Linked DNA regions of Rattus norvegicus: region 1 is linked to region 2. Evidence: chromatin contacts called from public Hi-C data. All regions are on one chromosome and are shown on one strand. Each heading gives the region's core, a stretch centred on a gene start, on an enhancer-like site or on the middle of the called end of the contact. The rest is flanking DNA. Distances are from core to core; before and after follow the strand shown. Region 1 holds the start of Nek9 (NIMA-related kinase 9). Region 2 overlaps Nek9 (NIMA-related kinase 9).

What was found. A called contact is a pair of places that touch in the nucleus more often than the background predicts.
Region 1: a Hi-C map of Schwann cells shows a contact between it and region 2, with 3 times the contacts expected there. The contact joins the promoter of Nek9 here to the enhancer-like site in region 2. A contact is called at or near these places in 2 of 12 Hi-C or Micro-C datasets (the Rat2 cell line and Schwann cells).

What each region holds. Positions count from the first base shown.
Region 1 is chr6:110,712,293-110,718,950 of GRCr8, forward strand. It overlaps Nek9 (NIMA-related kinase 9), which reads right to left and starts at 3,294. Exons shown (of 22, transcript NM_001106747.2): 1 at 2,908-3,294; 2 at 242-419. The coding sequence starts at 3,123. LOC102549675 (a long non-coding RNA gene) reads left to right here and starts at 3,341. Exons shown (of 3, transcript XR_010052290.1): 1 at 3,341-3,480; 2 at 3,715-6,658.
Region 2 is chr6:110,676,719-110,683,342 of GRCr8, forward strand. Nek9 (NIMA-related kinase 9) reads right to left here. Exons shown (of 22, transcript NM_001106747.2): 20 at 4,205-4,366; 21 at 2,328-2,534; 22 at 1-826. The coding sequence ends at 704. Among named protein-coding and RNA genes, the nearest start is that of Zc2hc1c, 16 kb to the left of the region's middle. Within about 2 kb of position 4,238, at least 9 of the 93 cell types and tissues checked have an H3K27ac peak or open chromatin away from gene starts, as enhancers often do.

The sequences.
Region 1 (6,658 bases), core at 2,044-4,543, 35 kb after region 2:
GAACTCATCCCCCACCACAAAACTCAGTAACTTGAAGATGGCTGGAACTCTGTAAGAATGATGGAGGGAACTCTTTCCCCACACTCTGAACATCATCTTACAACTCTCCAAGACCTCAGTGGATTTCTCCAGAAAGCCATTTTGAGTTTTATCATTACAAGTCCTTTCTTATACTCCTCTCCCTCAAAGCAATGATGTCATGTGAGTGTCTCTGAGGAAGTCCCACCGAACTCTGCCTTACCGTTACAATACTCCAACTCAATCAGCAGGGTAGTATTGTCCATAAAGTGGTTGTAGTAGGCAATAATGTTGTCATGCTGCAGCAGCGCTAGAATGACAATCTCATTCAAGGCGTCACGACGCTCTTTCTCAGAAAGTCGGGTCAAATCAACTTCCTTCCACACCACCAGTGAGTCATCCTACAACACAGGAGCAGGGGCATGTGTTTTCTTCTTACCTGGCAGTGCCCCGATCCATACCCAACCTGTGAGCTTCGAAGAATGACTCAGACTTTAAAGATTCTGCACAGTTATTATAATTTGCTGAAGATCTAGGGGAAACAAAGCTTGAAGGTGGTATTTTCCAGCTTGGACAGATGGTTAAGTGTTTAAGAGAGTATACTGCATTTGCAGAGATCCAGAGTTTGATTACCAGGGTCCACTTTGGGCAGTACACAAATGCCTATAACTTTAGCTCTAGGAGGGCATGGGTAGGACCCAATGCACCTGACCTCTGAAGGAACCTCCACTCACTTGCACATACCCACATATAGACAGTGAATTTAAAAATAAAACTAAATCTTTTTTTTTTAAAAATGTTATTTTGAGAGCTGGTAGAAATGGCTTTAGTGGGTAAAAGGTGCTTACTGTCAAATCTGAAAACTTGAATTTGAACCTCAGAATTGGCACAGTGGAAGAACTGACTACCACACACATACACAAAATAAAAAAATATAGAAAAAAATCAAAACACTACTTTGTTGCTGCCCTTAATTTGCACAGTCTTAGTTTCAGGTATTAGTATTAGATAAGACCTGACTTCAGGGATTCTGTTGAGGGATGTTGGAGGTCCCTAGTAATAATGGGGCCTGTGGCAGAGCTGGAATTTGAGGAAGACAGAAGTACACAGCAGCATCTCCATCTGACAATAGGTCCTTATAAAATCCAAGTATTATATACCTGTCTGATTTCATAAACTTAATTTTCATCTACTCTTTCTGAATAAGACACCCCCCCCACACACACACACAGCTTTTCTAATCCTTGTAAGTTGCAGTCACTTCCATGCAGACTGACCTAACCTTTACTTCATTTTGGGATACTTCTCATTCTTTAGCTACTGCTTCCTAGCCTACCAGCACCCATGTTAACATTCCTTTAGAATACCTCAGCAAGGCCTTTCAAAGTTTCTTTTGAAAACTTCAAACTTTTTACCAAACACGTAAATACGGCTCATTCTCAGTCCCTGCACACGGCAAGCACTCAGTCCTTTTTTCTCCTTTGGATATCCACACCTGAGACCGTTACTAACATGACTGGCCTTCGGCTGAACTATAACCTAGAAGAAAGGGTTGTTTCTAAAAAGCTTTGCAAGTTCATCTTATAAATACCATGTGACAGAGATAACGTCATACAGTTCTGAGAAGTGTGATAAAATTAACTCAAAGCTAGTAATCAAGTTTAACGTGATACATAAGACAGAGATAGGAAACTGGTGCGCAAACCTTGAGTGAGTGTGCCACTTAAATATACTGACTTAAAAGCTAGGAAATAGTAGTGACACTCATCTTTGGCCACAAATAAGAACACAGACTACTACAGATGAGAGTGCCCACTAATGGGTTCCTAAAATAGAAAAGAACACAAAAATATTTTCTTGTAACTACTTTCCTTCCACCTTTCAGTCTTAGATATATGCTGGGGGCTTGGGCTATGGCTCAGTGGTAGAACGCCTTCTGAGCATTGATTGGTAGAGCCTGTCTTATCCCCAGTACAAAAAGTGCTGGCTGGGAGCAGACACTAACTAGAATTGCAGGTGCATGAATCACCTTCTGCAGCCTCAGCAAGTTCTCATTAAATGTTTACCCTAAAGCTAGAGCTTTAAGCTGTAGAGATTAAACCCAAATTATGGTTAGTTTGGGGGAAGAGAATCATTACTACAGGATTTTAAATCATTAAATTCTTAATTTCGGAGCCAGTGATCCATGGGTCTTTCCAAAGAACTTATACAAGAAGGTGGGAAAAATAACAAGCTTCCCTGGGTTCTTAAAGAAAGGGGTCTCTGTTTCCCCAGAACTAACTACACCAATAAAGTATTTGTCTTACATAATCACTGAATGAAAAGCAAGGAGAAAGCACACAAGCAAAAAACAAGACACAATGATTTTTCTGGTGATCAAGGAAATCCTCCAACTCAGTGATCGTTTATGAAAAAGAAATAACAACAGAACTAGCAGAGTGTGTTGTAAGTGCCAGTGTGGCTATCTGGGAGCACACACCAACTCTCCATCCCGACACTGAACAGCTGTATGAAAGGAAGTGAGCTTTTATATATAGACTGTTCTCAATCTGCAAAGCACCTTCGTTTGGATCTCAAAATAACCTTTAAAGTGTAAAGTGGTTTTTTGGGGGTGACATGGGTGGGAGAAGATAGTTATCGCTAAGTCCAATTACAAACGGGAAAACGAAAATTCAAAAGACCGCTCAGTGAGTGACTCGCTTAGTTCGCCGTGATAGCAGTGATCAAACCCATTTCCTAAAGTAGGTGAAGCGAAAGCGCGGTGGGGCCCGAGACATAAGCCTCAGGGGACGCCTGAATAGAGGGCTCCGAGCAAGCAGTGCTAGAAAGCAAGGCCGGGAAGGAGGGAGCGGGGAGGCCCGGCAAGCGTCCGGAGCTGAGGGCCGCTACCTCGGTGCGGCGGTATAGCGTGGCCTCCCCAAAGGCGCCGCGGCCCAGGACGCGGATGGGGATGTAGTGCAGCTCCTCCTGCTCCGCCGCACCGCCGGCTCGCGGCCCCGGGCTAGCGCTGGGCCCCGAGCCCGAGTCCCCGCCACCCCCGGACTCGCTTCCGAAGTCCGAGTTGATGGAATCGCAGTGTCGCTCATACTCGCCCAGCACGGACATGGCGGAGGCCGCAGCTCGGCGTGAGCCGCCTGCGTATCCACGGCGGGCAGTTGCCGGCCGCGTAGCGCCTCACTGGCCTCAGACGTAAGCCACCGGCTTAGGCAACACTGCGGCCCAGTGAGCTTCCATGGTGGCTCCTGCCCCCTCACCCGGAAGCAGTTCTCGGTATTTCCGGCTCGTTGGGGTTTTTCCTCCGCCTTCTCTTGCCCACTTGTTACAAATGAGTCCCGTACACTCTAAGGCATCGCTGACTTTGGCACCTGTGAGTGTCGTGGACGCCGAAGAGCGACCACAGCAGACCGCTCCCTTACCAGCTCTCCAGACGACGTTAGACTTTGGAGGTGGTCCTGGCGTCAAGTTAGTACCAAAAGCTGTGACTGTGCTAGCAATCACTTGACTTGTGGGGCAGGGCTCTTGTTTGTAGAGATACTGTCATAAAGATAATGGAGCAAGCTGAAAACATTTAACTTCTGACATCTCATTCAGTAGGTTAGGATCTTTCTCCTAGGACCACCATAGGTCCCCTCTTCACAACTTGTAAAATACTTAATCCTACTTGATGCCATTCTCTCCTCCCTTCTCATCTTCCAGAATCGGCATAAAGCATTCCTGAAACATCAGGTGCCGGACATACACGGTATTTGAGAACAGAGAATGGACACCAAGAGAATTGCAATACAGTAAATACAGCTGCTTTATTATGTTATCTTAACCTCATAACTATTGTGAGCTTTAACAATTCCCCCCCCCTTCTTCTCATAACTACTGTGAGCTTTAACAATTCCTCCTCCTCCTTCCTCTTCCTCTTCCCCCTCCTCCTCCTTCTTTTTCTTCTTCTTCTTCCTCCTCCTCCTCTTCCTCTTCCTCCTCCTCCTCCTCTTCTTCTTTGTCGTCTATAAAGTTGCAGGACTATGACCACCACAGGGGTGCCCAGGTGGGGACTATGCTAAAGAGTTTTGTTTTATTTGAAAATTATGGCCCCAAATCCTCACAATACTATGAACACAGGGTTTCTGTGTCTGTTGGGGTGGGGTGTGGATTGTTTTACGTGATACAGCTAGTTAGGAGGAGCTTGAGAATCAAACCCTGCAGTCTGGTCCCAGAGTTAGGAAAAGGCAGGGTGTGATGAAACTAAGGGGTTATGGGGCTGGCACCGTTGCGCTTGTTGGGTAGAAGCAGGAAGTACCCTTTGTGGGTTGTACAGTTTGGTGTTTCCTGTGGACGGTGGAAAACTAAAGTAAAGGACTATGTGATTAGGGCCCTATGTTCCAGGAGAGAGAGAGAGAGAGAGAGAGAGAGAGAGAGAGAGAGAGAGAGAGAGAGAGAGAGAGAGAGAGAGCTTTCGTGCGTGTTTTAATCATTGTGTGTATAGATGGGGTGGGGTGGGGTTGTGCTTCCAAGACACGTATGCGGTGATCAGAGGATAATTTTGCAGTTTCTTTCTTTCCACCACAGGTTCTGCGGATTGACTATAAATTGTCAGATTTGCATGACAAGAACCTTTACCCACAGAGCCATTTTCCTGGCTCTCAATGCTCTCAGTCTTCTGAGGAAATCTGCTTAAGCTTGCTTTCTCTAGGGTAGTGACTAAAACATCCTTTTGCTTAAGTGCCCAGCCCAGTTATTACTTTGGTCACCTTAGGGTAAGACCTAATTTCTGTTTACAAAGGACTCAGAAAGCCGAGTGGAGAACAAAGACGGGTGGCGAGATGATCAGTTAGGCGGCAATTTCTGTTCTAAGAGGTAAAGTCACTGAGTGAAGAGGTTCAGATTTCAGAAATCCATCCGAGGGACATTTAGGCTTGGTGATCAGGTGGAATGTGGTAAGGTAGATGCAGGAACTCTGGGAGTTCAGTCTAGGTTAGCTAAGAAGACCTCACACACAGGAAGAAGACAAGATTGGTGTGATGTGAGGGTTGAGTTCATACTCCACACCTCATCGGTGTTCCGTTTAACATGGGGTGATACTTCACACCGCATCTGGACAGTAGACCACAAGAGATTTCTGTTGCCTGAGTCTATCTGGACCCAGTGTTTACATTAGTAATGATAGTCTGCTTGTATGATGCACACATTGAACTAAATCTCTTTTTCACATCCAGTCCAAACTAAGCCAGGCCTCCCAACCTGTTACCATTGCTGTTTTAAGGATACTTATCTATCACATTTTGATGTATTCGGCTTTATTGCTATTTCTACTCGTTAGAATGTCAGCCTCATTACTATGTATCATCGGTACCCAGAAACGTGTGCGGCCTAACAGTAGAGACTTAAAAAGGGGTGGGGAGCTGTTGGTTGTTGAGTGACTATCAGTTTGTTACCCACAAGTATGTCACACTTCCTGACAGAATGCCTGTTCACTAATGTTGATTTCTGAGTGCCCTAGATGATACAAATCTTTCTGATTTTGAGCTCTCTCACTTAACAAGCACAGGTAGTACCTTCTTCGTGGGCCAGGTGCTGGATTACAACACAGAATAAACATGGGTCCTACCCTCATGGAGTTTAGTCTTCCAAAGAACAGGAAATAACAAGGCAGTAATAATTTTGGGTAAGTAAGCACTTTTAAAAGTTCAAGGTTCCCAAAAGGCATTTAGAAGGTGTGGATAGAAGGGGAACTTGCTGGCCATGGTTCTCAGGAATACCCAAATGAAAGTGTTAACAGCGATGAGAAGGCACTTCGAGAGTAAAGTTGCCTCTTATTTATCTGGGCACAGTAGATTTTAGCTAAACTACTCTGTGAAAGAGAATAGGAAGTCATTATATATTTGACCTGAAATGATGGGGGAAATCAGATTACTTAAAATTATAAGCATCCACTTTCAGTCTAAGAAATTAAGTCTTGCTGAAGTCTAACAATTCATCTTCCTGCTCCTTTTGCATTGAAGAACTATTTAGCATGTTTAACCTGACTGCCTTAGTTATATTGCTTGTATATCTTAAGTTTAATTAGTGGAATGTCCTTTTGCATCATCTTAGAGCATACAGAAAGTTCACACCAAATTCATTAGAGTGAACTAAAACTAATCTTAACTTTTTGAGACAAAACTTTCATTGCAACCCAAGCTGGCCTGGAACTATGTAGCATAGGCTTAGCCTCAAATTCACAACACACTTCCTGCTTCAGCCACCCAAGTGCTAGGACTGCAGGTGTCAGTCACATGCCTAGCCAAAAACTAATCTGTAAATGCCCATAAATCTTAAGATCCTCAACGTTTATTTTAAAGGCCTTTGGTCAAAACAGACCATTTTCATATTTTAACAATTGAACAATGTGCTATGTTGCCAATTTCTAATTTGTGAACGGCAAACCACCAGGGCCCATAAAATTACTGGAAAAATTTGGTCACTAAAGGGCAAAGTCTACACTTCCACTGTCTGCTATTAGAGCCACTAACTCCAAGCAACACTGAACACTTACACTGTACGTATAGATGCACACTGGACTTCAAAGGTTTTCTATTAAAATAGGAAACATGAATCATTTTTATTTCGATGACATGGCAATAATATTTATAACATTCTAATTAAATAC
Region 2 (6,624 bases), core at 2,988-5,487:
CTTGTACTAACTGTAGCCTCAAAGTTTGGCTATTGTGGTGAGGGACCTGCCCTTTCTCTGCACCTCACTGATGATGTTTCAAACAACCTCCACAGTGAAAGCAATCTAAGCTTCCTCATGAAGCACTCAGCTGCATGAAGTGACCGAACTTCCTGAAAATAAGCTCTAGACTGACTGACTCTACCAGTAAATTTTTCTGGACTCCAGGCTTCTGAGAAGGCATGAATACTTTACCACTCTCTGGAGGAGCCTGGGCAGCCCACTCCATTTTTATAGTTTCCTTCATCCATCCAGATGTGCAATGCCTGGTGCTTAAATCCCAAGGCAGCTTCCAATTAATGATGAAAATGATAAACAGGAAATGAGCTGCTACCAGTGCAATTAAGGTGAGTACTGTGTCTCCTCTTCAAAGGTGGGCTCAAAAGACGAGGGACAGAGCTGCTGTTGCTATGGCAGTCACTGATGACAAAGCCAGGGCCACTGGACCCTTCCATTCTCCCACACAATAAAATCACTCCTAGATCCTATCTAAAAGGCAATGCCACTCTCCAAATGCACAAGGAAAGTGCTTTCGAGCCTCCATCTGCCCTGCGCTCTGTGTCTGCAAGTGAGCAAAGCCAGGGAAGCTGCTCTCTGCACTCAGTAAGTGTGCGGTGAAGTTCTTTGGGTCCCAGTTTCCTGAGGGTTATGTGGGCTCAGGAGACTAGAGGCTAGGCCGACAAGAGTCTGTTCCAAGGAGGCACCAGGAATCTGAATCTAAGTCAGGCTTTGGATCCATTTCCATGTCTTCCTTTGCTGTCTGGGTTCCTCTGGAGTGCATCCCCACCTGTGGAGACAGAGCAGTTTCACATCAGCAACAGTGCTGCTGGCCATGACACCAACACTGTTTTCAATAGTCAAATCTCTCAGGCTTTGCTGTCAGTGGGGAAGGCTCAGGTGGCAGTGTCTTGGAAACAGTATCTTTACACTTAGGCAATAGAGTAACTAGTTGTTCTGGTTTGCCCGGGTCTACAGTGTTTGGGGGATGTAGTATGAAAAGTGAAATGGCCGGGGGTCTTAGTGCACACTTTTAATTCCAGCATGCAGGAGGCAGAAGCAGGAGGGTTGTCTCCATGAGTTGGAAGCCACTCTACATAGTGAGTTCTAGACAAGCCAGGGATACCAAGTGAGAGATCCTGTCTCAAAAACAAAAATAAAAAACCAACCAACCAACCCACCTCACCAGTCCTGGATAAAACAATCCTGATGCCTGCTACAGCTGCCAGTGTAACCTTCTGAAGTATTTCACAAATATTGTTTCTCCTAATCTTCAAAACAACATTACACAGTAGGTTGTATTCACAAAGTAAAGTCTGAACTCACATCCGGGGTAAATGGCAAAGCCAAGGAATGACTCTTCCCTCCCTTCTAGCTGAGTCGAGATGAAGTGATACCAAGAAGCAGCATATGCAAAATATTCCCAAAATACTTAACCTGAACCCAATAAAGCGGTAATTCTAACTTCTAGTTTTCAGAAAGAGCATGTGTGTGCTCATGCCACTGAGTGTGCAGGCAGAAGGACATCTGCTGGGAGGGGATACTTTCCTCCCATTGTTGGTTCTGGGGATTGAACTCAGACGGTCAGGTTTATGTGGCAAGTGTTTTTCTTAGCTGAGCCTTAAGCTGAGCCCAACCTCAAACCATTTTTTAGAATCTACTTTAAAATGGCTCAGCAAGGGCTAGGGATGTAGCTCAGCATCAAGCATTTGCCTACCAGTGTAAGACATTGGGCTCAATCTCCACTGTTGCACACATACAAATGAAATGGTTAAGATTAAGAATGGACTGGGGCAGTGGTGGGCACATCTTTAACCCCAGCATTCAGGAGGCAGAGGCAGGTGGATCTCCCAAGTTTGAGCTCAGCCTGGTCTACTCAAAAAGTTCCAGGAAAGCCAGCAACACAAAAACCCTGTTTCAAAACAAAACAACCAACCAACAAAAGATAATACAAGAATGTATACATACCTACCAAATAGAGAAACACGTGAGTTATTACTGAGCCTCCATGGTAGGCATACCATGCTCATTATGACCTTTAAACATTTTCACAATCAAAGTGGGAAAGCCAGACGATTTGTAACAGAAAACAATGGAAGTTAGGTGTTAAAAATGGTAAGCCCAGGTACCTGAACTAGGTGGGTCCAAGGCTCCTGGAATCAAGTGCCAAGTCCCATCTTTGAGAGACAGGGAATCACAAAAGGCTAAGTCTAGTTCGCACCTCATGGCTTGTTTCTGTGACCTTTGAAAGCAGGTTTAGAATTCAATTACTCTCTAATGAGTGCTCTCACCTGCTGGCCTCCTTCCAGTCTCTTGTTGAGCTTTTGGAGCTGAGTAACAATCTGGAGGTTTTCTTGCTGGAGCTTCTGCTGCTCATCCAGACACTTTAACACCAGGCCCTGCAGCCTCTCAACCTCCACTTGCAGAGCACTGCATGCACAGGCAGGAGAGGTCAATGCTTTCCCAACACACGGCACTGCAGGATTCAGCCGGGGGGGCTAGGGACAAGGAGATAATGCAGAGGATGTGCCACGGCTCCCCAGTACAGACAGCTTTTCCGTTAACCAGCACAGTAATACAAAAATACACAAAAATAGGTGCAAATGAAGCAAAAGCATGCCTGGATTCCAGTGCACTCGGTACTGACAGGACAAGGGGCCCCCGTGCCTCGGGCTCACAGGACAGGCCCCGTGCCTCAGACCCATCAGGCTGCACGATCCCCTATTTGGGAGGATTTTTGAATGTTCCACTTTAGTGCTGAGGTGAAGAAGTTCTGATCACAGTGAGGTTCATAAAACGTAGATGGTCACACTGTGTCTGAGAGTCCAGAAGAGTTTGTGAAGAAAACCGACAAGACAATTTAGGAAGGCTAACACAGACAGGGAAATGCTCACTCTCAAGTTTTAAAGGCTTGGTTACCGCTCTCCTGGGAAGGCTTTCAGTTATTCTAGTTGGGATTTTTCTCCTGTATATACTTTTTAAAAAGAGCAGGTCAGAGCCAGGTGTGGAGAGGCAGAGGCAGTTGGATTTCTTGTGAGTTTGAGGCCAGCCTGGTGTACAAAGTGAATTCCAGGGCAGCCAGAGCCACACAGAGAAACCCTGCCTCTTAAAACCAAAGTAGAATAAAATAAAAATAGAATAAAAGCAGGCCAGCAAAAAACAGCCGACAGGTCAATGCTGGCCTACTTTGTAAATAAAACTTTATTGAAACATAGGCCCACTCATCCATTATGTATCACGGGTTGAACATCCCTAACTTGAAAATCCTAAATGCTCTTAAAACCAAACCTGTTTGAACACTGAAGTGATACCATGAGTGGAAAACATCACACCCAGGCTCATGAGATGGCCTGAGTTCAGAACAGGTCTATTAAAATATGACACAAAACAACCTCCAATCACAAGATGGCCTACAAGCTATGTTTACATATCATTATGTATATGCAGATATCCCAAAATCCACCAAAACATGAGATTTAAGACTTCTGGGTCCCAATCATTTGGATAAGAGATAATCTGTATCTGTGACTGCTTTTGTGCTATGGGATCAGAGTTGTAGTGGCAAAGGATTTGTGTAACCCAAAGTCACGTAATAATGTTGTGGCTTCTCTAGAAATGTGATGTTCTCTGCTTTAGTTACTGATTTATGGTTTCATTTCTACCAAGGTTGGCTGTAGATGTGCTGTTCTTTCAGTAGACTCCAGGCATTACTCCTTACACACAGCTCAACAACTCATGGTGCCATCCAAACTGAGTCTGGATGCTGGGAACGTGGCTATCTGTGAAACCTTCTTAGCATGTACAGATCTCTGGGTTGGACCCCACACTGCATAACTGGAAATATGGCACATGCTTATATCACTTTTGGGGAGATGGAGGCAGGAGAAACAGGGAAGTTAAAGGTCACCCTTCATCCTTGGCTGAGCTACAGAAACAAACCATCACAACACAACAAAAAGACCATTTGGAAATTATGGTTCAGTTTGGTACTCCTGAGGAAGAGAGGAAGAAATGATCCTCTGGTGCCGTAAGGTAGAGTGGCTCTTAGAACTACCAAGAGACAGTGTAGCACGAGGCCAGAAAGCAAGAGGACGCGATGAAGCCCGGAGACCTAAGAACTCATAGCCCACTGCCTACCAAGCTGAGGTTACAGAATTAGCTCAGTTACCCAGGCTCCTACTGCAGGCTGGTGTTCCGGAGGGACTTCAGATGCGACTTTGAGTCCTTGCAGCTCTTCATAGGGTAGAGTGTCCTTCTCAGATTGTGAAAATGCTGCACTTAGGGGAGTTGGGCTGTCAGGCATGGGGATGAACTCAGCATTTTCCAGCTCCTAGGCATACAAGAAAGAATTTCAACAGTTTGCTGCAGCAAGTTCCTTTCTCCCACGTTCCCTGCAGCTTTCACTTTCACTCTGCTGTGACAGCAGCACCCTCTAGTGGGACAGAATGGTGGTGGACCACATATATTGCCTAACCTGGAACCAAACTGCTGTCCCTTCAGTGATGCAAACTCAAGTTCAACAACAGTTGCTATCTGGTTTATTTTCCCAACACAATTCTACACACACTATCTGCTGGTGAGGAGGCCTGAAGGCAAGGCACTGAGGCCCCCTGCCAGGCTGCTAGAGGCTGAGGCTGGAGGTGTGCTGCTTCCTCTGTTCTCCATCCTCAGTTAAGTCCTAACGGATGAAGAGCTTTCAATATGTAGACCACTACCACCCCTTTTTTGTAAAAAATTAAAAATTCCACCATGTGTAGAGACACGAGCCTTTAATCACAGTACTTAGGAGGCAGAGGCTTTGAGTCTGGAGCCAGACTGACGTACACAGTGAGCTCCAGGCCAGCCAGCAGGGGATCCATAACTGCAAATGTTGTTGGCCATGCACACATGCTAGTGACTGGGTCAAGAAGAATATACCAAGAGGTGGGTTAAAGGCACCAATCAAATCTGGCAATTTCATCACTCCGAGAAATAACCACTATTATAGTGGCACCTAGTGTAGTCTTCCACATTCTTCTATGCAATGTATTGTCTGAAAAAATAAGGTCTTGCTGACAGAAACTCAATCTTTTCATATAAAATAGTTTACTTTTTAAACTTTTTGTACCTTACCTTCAATATACTATATTTCTATTGTAAGGCATTTCACCTGCTCAAAATTTTAGTTCTATGAAGTGAAAGGTCAGCAGTGAGCTGGATCTTAGCACAAGTACACTGCAAAAACATGCCTTCAACTCCGTTTAAACTCTTTCTGTATTTTATCCTTAGGAAGTGTCCACAGCAGTTCATTCCTTAGCACTTTAAAGCTGTCTGTGCAGTGCTCCCCTCCCTGTAGTGATGCCTACTCCAAACCACAGGCTACCCAAAGGCTCAGTGCCAGGAATGCGCTACCTCTTTAGGAGTTGGCAAGTGAGGGCCCACAGACCCCAAGCAGTGCAGGCTGTGGCCAGTATTCTTGTTATCCTCTAGAACGTGATAGTAAAACCCTACACTCACTAGAGACAGAGGCAGGAAGCTCTGTGAGTTCAGTGCCAGCCTGACCTACATAGTGAGTCCTAGGACAGCCAGGGGTACAAGTAAGACCTTGTATTTAAAACAAAGCAAAACAAACCCTATTGCTGAAGACATCACACAGTTGAGTTATAAAACAGAGAAAGCAAGCTGATACTCTTTTTGAAGTCTTTTCACAACTGGCAAGTGTTCACACCACTGAAAGTCACCACTACAGATACCACCACCAGAGAGAAAATGTAATCATGTGGGTGTGCGAGTCCTTCAAACTAGAACAACAGCCTGGCAAGACATGCTGACTGCTGCACAGAGGTGTGGGTATTACTGGAGCGAGTAACCACTGTCCGACTGAATTTAAGGTCTGCTTCACAGTTGAGTCCCTTATCTGGCATTGTTACTGGGGCCACAAACACAGCACGACAGGTCATAGGCCCTAGGGGAGCACCTACCACTATTACTCTGTTAAATGGGCACAGTATTAAACTGGCCCCTCATGACCTACTGCTGTGCTCACAGATGGCCATGTCTTTTAACCTTCCTCAGAGAAGCTGCTTTTGGCAGTGTTTAGTGATTCACAGAGACCTGCACAACTGGTAATGGAGCAGACAATGAGACCGAAGAGTTCATAGCTCTAAAGAGGATCTGAGAATCATATCCTGTCATCCCAAGGCTCGGGGATCACTGTGGAAGAGGAGGCAGGACTATAGGAGCCAGAGGCTCTAGAGGACTCTGAGAATGAACAGGCGTTCCCTAGACACGGAAGGCCAGTTGCATATTAAGTTCACAGCAATTGTGATGGCATGCCTAAGACCTGGGCAAACTCAAGCCCAAGCAAATCCCAGCCCCAGATGAAGAGTGGAAGTGGGAATAAAATCCCACTCCTAGCTAAGGACTTAATTGGCAACTGCTAGTTGTTAGGAGAGGAAGAATCAGTCTTCTGAAAGGTGGGCTCCTAGTAGGTTAACTATACTCCAGTGGAAGGACATATATCCAAGAGATATGGGCAGCACAAACTACTCAAAGGGCCTAAAAAAAAGAAGGGGGCAGATAAAGCTGGGTTCTTTGGGAGGGGAATGG